Linked DNA regions of Cricetulus griseus: region 1 is linked to region 2. Evidence: chromatin contacts called from public Hi-C data. All regions are on one chromosome and are shown on one strand. The core of a region is the stretch at or near the end of the contact, and the rest is flanking DNA. Distances in the headings are between cores, read along the strand shown.

The links. Hi-C and Micro-C count contacts between places; a contact is called where the count stands out from the background.
Region 1: a Hi-C map of liver shows a contact between it and region 2, with 2.6 times the contacts expected there. The contact joins the enhancer-like site here to the promoter of Ext1 in region 2. A contact is called at or near these places in 2 of 8 Hi-C or Micro-C datasets (the CHO-K1 cell line and liver).

What each region holds. Positions count from the first base shown.
Region 1 is chr10:1,968,639-1,971,898 of CriGri-PICRH-1.0, reverse strand. All of the region lies in intron 1 of Ext1 (exostosin glycosyltransferase 1), which reads right to left. Among named protein-coding and RNA genes, the nearest start is that of Ext1, 61 kb to the right of the region's middle. Within about 2 kb of position 1,823, at least 2 of the 6 cell types and tissues checked have open chromatin away from gene starts, as enhancers often do. A contact at or near this core is called in the CHO-K1 cell line, where this site is marked.
Region 2 is chr10:1,907,378-1,910,803 of CriGri-PICRH-1.0, reverse strand. Ext1 (exostosin glycosyltransferase 1) reads right to left here and starts at 1,921. Exons shown (of 11, transcript NM_001246767.1): 1 at 244-1,921. The coding sequence starts at 1,205.

The sequences.
Region 1 (3,260 bases), core at 574-3,073, 61 kb before region 2:
TTAATTGTTTTGTTTTTCTTGTGCTTTAACTCTCCATTTCCAAAAGAGCTAAATTGAGATTAACCTTTCAATGCATTTGTTCCACACTGGAAGAAAGACAGAATAAGATCAGAAAAGCCGCCTATGTGAAACTCACTTCATATCGTATTCTCTGTGAATGCCCAGCACTAGATCCCCGAGGAAATGGTAAATTCTGAACTATATCCACCTCACTGAGATTAAAAACACCGTTGAAGACTTTTAGAGGCATTAAGAGCCAATGAGTCAGATAGCTCTGTAAGAGTTGAATTCAATCAGCCACTGGATTGCTCAGTGATTATCACAAACAGCCCAAGCCCTCCTACAAAGGCATCTTTCCCAGTTCACTTGGCTAATCCCTTCTGAACAAGGATCCAAGGAAAGAAAATTATTTATCCAATGGCAAGCTGCACAAATTAATCACACCCAAGCACCACATTGGCGGCCAAACACAATCTATTAAAAAAAAAAAAAAAAAAAAAAAAAAAACACTCCAGACTATCATCGGAAGCCAATAACAAGATCCCGCTCTTCCTCCCTCAACAGACATCCCAAGGTATAAAAGGGTGGGAGCAACACCTTCAATCATTTATAAGCAGATCTCTCAGACCCACCAGGTCACATGGCAATACTACTTTTAAAACACAAGAGTGTTTAACAGCGACAAAACAAAGGTAAAAGAAAGCCCAGGGGACACACCATTCATTAATGTTCTACAAAATTCACACGCAGGAGCACATGGCACCCGCATCACCCTGGGTTTCTTAGCTACGTCTATACTAGTAACCTAGGTGAGGCTGACACAAGCAGATTTTTTTTTTCTATAAACAGGAGAAAGTAACATTGGACAACAGTAAGCAGTACACTCACACAACAACCCCACCACCCAAAACAGACCTTGGTGAAGGTCTCGAGGTGGCTAACAATAATACATGGAAAGCAGACAGCACAAGAGAGGAGGAGGAGGCCAAGAAATGTCCATGCTTGTCACCCTGCCTGGGCAGCGCTCCCTATGAGGCTGCCAGGTCTGAACGGGAAAACACATGTGTAACTTCATTGGAAAGAAGGGGGGGTGTCTCCGGTTGCTGCAAGCACCTCGGCTTAACAAGAAGCATGGAAAAGGGGGACACGGGGGAACAGCCAAGAGCTTTACTCGACCATACTCTAACCAAGCAGCCATGGCTCTGCTTCACCAGCCAGCTATCGCCTGGGATGCTCTTGATTTACAGAAGAGATTCTACAGGGAGATTCACCTCAGCAAAAAGCCCTGAGTGCCGAATGCCACCAATTTGATGGAAAGATGCACGTGCGTGCCTGAGTGTGTGCGTGCGTGCCTGAGTGCGTGTGTGCGTGCGTGCGTGCGTGGGTGTGTGTGTGCGTGTGTGTGTGTGTGGTTTTGTTTTGGTTTCTGTTTGCGGGCTGACTTCTATTTGAACAGGTGACATAAAGCCAGAAGTACCAGTAACCACTGCAAAGACGAAGGCACAAACACCATTTGTTTCTGAGGTACTGGTAGTTGGTACACTTGCACTCACTATCCCAATTCATCCTCAGCCAAACCCTCGGGGATGGGATAAGTTTTACCTTTCAGGAAACTGAGGCCTGACGCCCTACTGCCTAACTTGAAAGGTTGTGTCCTCTTCATGTGGCTCATGTTTCTTCCCAACATGTGCCTCAACACACAGGTTCAGCAAGCTTGCTTGCCTGCGAAGAGCCAGAGAGGAAACATCCTAGACTTTACAGGGCCCAATGCAATGACTAACTCTGCCATTGCAGCCACCAGACATGACATGTATGTAACTGAATGAGTGTGACTGAATTCCAATGGCATGTAGCAGCCAAGAAGTCATAGTTCACCTCTCATTACTCATCAATGCTATTTAGGTGAATTTGGGGTTGAGGAAATGAAAGAGAGATGATAACTGCCCTAAGAATTAAATTGGAGAATGAAAAGGAGGTAAATTCTATGTCATAGAGCCACTCACAACTTCACCACTCAAAGTAGGTGATACACTTGAAAGAAATTACGTTATAAAAACACAATAGTGGGTACAACAAACAAACAAACAAACAAGGGACATCACTCTGTTATGATGATTCTTTCTAGAACACCACATGGGTTAAAAACAGCAGAACCCCGCCTACCTGGCTATTAGCATATTAACAATGCCAGTGAAAGTTAATCCATCTACACAAAGTGAGTGACAGTTTAATTAAAACTCACTCAGTTTAGATATTAGCATTCAATCTCAAACTTGGTTTTTTTTAAACATTCTAGTGTGTGTGTGTGTGTGTGTGTGTGTGTGTGTGTGTGTGTGTGTGAGAGAGAGAGAGAGAGAGAGAGAGAGAGAGAGAGAGAGAGAGAGAGAGAGAGAGCATGCTACAGTGCATGTGTGGAGGTCAGAGAACTCAGCTCACATACTAGATGCAATCTGAAACTTGCTCTTTACACATTCTATTTACTCTGTGTGCACTCATGGTGTGATGGGTGCATACAGCACACGTCTAGAGGTCAGAGGGCAGCTTTCTGAAGTTAGCTCTCTTTCCACGATGTAGACTAAGCTCCGGGGGTTCAGACTCAAGTCACCAAGCTTGGCCACAAGGGCTTTCATCCACTGAATTACTTGCCAGCGGGCCCCACCCCCCCATTTCCCTTTAGAGTCATCACAGCTTTGGTTCCTATCCTGTGAAGAACTGCTACCCCTATGAGAAACAAGACCTGAATAACACCAGCTTTAAAAAAAAAAAAAAATGTCACTAAAGAATAACAGCTGATTGGGCAGAGAAATCACAGGGATGGGTGGCATTCGGACATTATGAAGGTGTTTTCTGTGTTGGCTAATGCCAAGCTGATTTCCTAATTTTATAGTGCTAACTTACTAACTAATCCGTGAGCTTCTCCCACAATGCCTCCTAAGCACAGTGTTGCCCAGTAGCTGCGGGTAAACCCAGTCAGCTAGAAACACTACACTAACAGCATCAGTAGGGTCAATCGTGCTCTAAATTACTCCTGACAATATACTGTGTCTTCCAGTATCACTCTCCACGTGGCTGCGCTATGATTCTGCTATACATCCCTGCATAAAATGCAACCACATCCTGAAGTCGGAAACCGCCTTGCCAGTGGCCCTGGGGAAAGGGATTACAATACTGCGTATTTCTGGAAAACTATAGGTACACATGGGCATGCTTTGACGGTAACCCATGAATTCGACTCTGTGGTTCTTTGCCTTTTCAGTGTC
Region 2 (3,426 bases), core at 672-3,171:
AATGGTTTTCAAAGTATCACCTACTGGACTGGAGAGAGTACTGGAGAGAGTTTGCCTGAGGAGCTCAGACTCGCTCTCTAAGCCTGAAACCTGGCTGCTTGGTCCCAGGCAAGCAGGAAGCCACAGCTCTGAGGGCTCCTCCTCCTCCTCCTCCTCCTTCTCCTCCACCCCGGCATCCCCCACCCTGGACTCAGGCATCCAGGGCCCAGGGCTGAGCCACCAAGGGCGGCAGCCCCCACTTACTTCTCATACTCCGTGTTGTCTCTGTCACAGCGAGAGTCCTTGTGCTTTTGCCAGTCTTTGCCGTGTTTGCAGGTGGTGAGGAGAAGGACGTCCTCCCCGTTATGGACATGATATAAGGCATTCCTGGTGTCTGACCCTATCCCTGTCAGGTACCTCTTCCCCTTGAATACCAGCATGTACTTCCTGAGAGGAGGGATGGTGTTAAATTTCAAAAAGCCCCTCTCCCCTCCTGTCCTGGGATGATCCTTAGAAAAGAGGGGAATAGAAACATCAAAGTTGGGTCGGAAGTTTTCAGTACTGATGCTGGCTTTGGCCAGCATCGCCTGGCCGATGTCAAACCCCACGTCCTCGGTGTAGTCAGGCCAAGTGCCGGAATATAAATTAAAAATTAAATGATTCCTACCATTGTTCCATAAGTGGAGACTCTGCACTTTGGATCTCAAATTGTGCACATACTGAGGTGATAACTGGTCTCTGTCTAAAGTATCCAGACTCAGGACAAAGAGGCACGCCTGGCTGGGGTCCGAGGTGTAGAACCTGGAGCCCTCGATGGCCGCTAGAATGTTTTGGTAACTTTCGGCGATTTTCTCCCCTTTCTGCTGCGGGTACACGTAGACTTTGAAGCCGTTTTTCTTGCAAAGGGCGAAGTCGAAGCAAGACTCCATGCGGCACTTCTTGCCTTTGTAGACGCTGGAGTTGGCGTCTCGCTTCTGCCGGGGGGAAACGTGCACGCCGGAATCCTCGTTTTCCAACTGATCCCAAGGAAAGAAGGGGTGCAGAGCGTCCGCGAAGCGGGGCCAGAAATGATCCGGACTGGGCTGGTGCAAGCCATTCCGACCACTGTGCTCCTCTCTCCGGCTGTGGCTCCTCGATGCCCTAAACTGCACGCCTCCGAAATAAAACAAAAGGGCGAGACAAGAGCCAGCAGAGAGCAGGATGAAATAGCGTTTTTTGGCCTGCATGTGTCCTGCCTGGGTCAAGAGGATTGGAAATAAACACAAGAATCACCCAAGTTTCCCAATCAACACTTTGAGCTCCAGTCCGCCATCTTCCCGCCTGTAAAGACTCCAAACTCTCCGCTCCCACCTTCTCTGGATGCCTTTCCCCAAGCCGTGGACTGATCCAGCGCATGTGGGCGATTTCTTTAACTTTCTCCCCTCCGGTCTTTCATCTTCGGGCTGCACAATGCACGGGAGGGAGCCGGGCGGGAGGTCTCGCAGCCAGGGCGGGCGGGCGAGCGAGCAGCGGCCGGCGATTTGCTTGCTTGCTTGCTTGCTTGCTTGCATGCAACAAGACGGAGGGAAAGAAAGCGAGCGGCGAAGGAGAGAAGAAGAAGAAAGAAAGAAAGAAAGAAAAAAAAAAAACCAGCCAAAAGCTCCCGATACCCAATCAATGGCAATGACCGAGTGCCTGGCTTGCCTCGCCGCTCCGATTCCTCTCTCGGCGGCGTCAGGAGAACGAGCCCGGGGGGGAGAGAGCAACTCTTCAACTCCTCCTGCACACGCTCCGGTGGCCGAGCACCGCGGTTCCAACAAGTCAGCCCGCCCCGGCTTCAGCCGGCTAGTGCATCTTGCAGCTGGGGCGCCGTAACCTCACGAATCCCTGCATGGCTCTTTCTTTTTTCCCTTCTGCAGCGGCTCGCACACTCACTCCGCCGCTGTTTACTCCTGCGCTCGCCGGCTCGCCCGCCCCCCGCTCGCTCGCTCGCCCGCCGCGGGGCCGGCTCCCCGGGCGCGCGGCGGCCCGGCCGGCTGCACTGCACGAGGCTGCGCCGATCGGCGGAGGAGGCGGCGGCGGCGGTGGTGGCGGCAGCGGCAGCGGCGGCAGCGGTGCGTCCTCCCCGCGGGCAGTGCCGGCCCGGAGCGTGGCTTCGCAGGGCCCCCGCGCTAGCGCTGCCGACCGCCGCGTTCGGTCGCCGAATGTTACCCGGTTCTGAATGTTACACTTACACATTCCATTCCCGACACGACAGCGCTGACCTCATCCATCCACGCAGCCCGCGCTGCCATTGGCCGGGCGTCACGTCCGGGTGGGGCGGGGCTTCCGCTGCGCCCATTCATAACCCCCCGGCGGCGGCGAGCCGGCAGAGGCGCCGGCGCGCGGCCGCGGGACCCCCTGGAGCCTCCGGGCGAGCGGGCGGGCGGGCGCCGGGGCGAGCCGATCTCCCGGGCGTCGCCCATCGCCGGCTGCCATCTGGACCAGGCTGGTCCACACCATCCACCCCCATCCCACCCCCCAAGGCGAGGGCGCAGGGATGGGGACACGCCCGGGCAGCCTGCGGCTCGGGATGCCCGGGGTCCCCACGAGCCGGGGACGCCTCCCCCGCCCGGAGGCTGAGAGGACCTGGTGGAGGATGCCTGAAAATGGAGAAGCCAGGAGGAAGGGGGTGGGGACTTGGTGGAAAGCGAGCGCCGGGCCGGGAGGTTTCTCTCCCGCGTTGACACCCGCTGAGGCCCAGTGTTGGTTTGTTTTGGTTTGTATTTTGTACATTGACACGATCTTCCTGATTCCCCTGTGTCTAACCCACCCGTTCTTGGGTCTTCCCGGCGGAGACACCCATCCTCGACCAGAAAGAGGAATTGTCACAGTCCGGTGGAATCGTTGCACTTCTCCACCCGTGCTTGGGAGCTTGAGAAGACACCTCCTGAGCCTTTCTTTCTGCTCTGTCCCCACTTCGGTCCTGAGTCCCTCCCTTCCACCTGTTCTCTTCACTGGCCCGGAGGGACCTAATGGCTGAAGAGAGACCATTTCACTTTGCCCCCATTTGGGCTGTTATTCTTGGGGTGGTGTTTTTAAGATGTCACCTGCCCTAGCTATAGAAGGGGACCTTTGAAGCAAAAAAAATAATAATTATTATTATTTACAATAAATGTGCCATGATTGTCCCTGGCTTCGGTTGACCTTGCTTCCATTGACGACCCTTCCCCAAGCCTGTCATCCGGGGTGAACTTATTTGGATGATTCTGATAAACCGGTCTTCTAAAGGAAGCGCCAGTGCCCCCAAAGGTGTGCTAAACTCCTGAGCATCACTTGGCCTCAGAGCCTGAGCACCCTTCCCACCCTAGCCTGGGAGCCTGACCAAGCTGGACAAGCAGTTGCCTAGGGCAGCAGAGCTGTTTAGTGATTGTTTATTGTGGGAGTGTCTGAGCTGGGAGCAGACACATCCAGGCCTCCCTCGGGCTA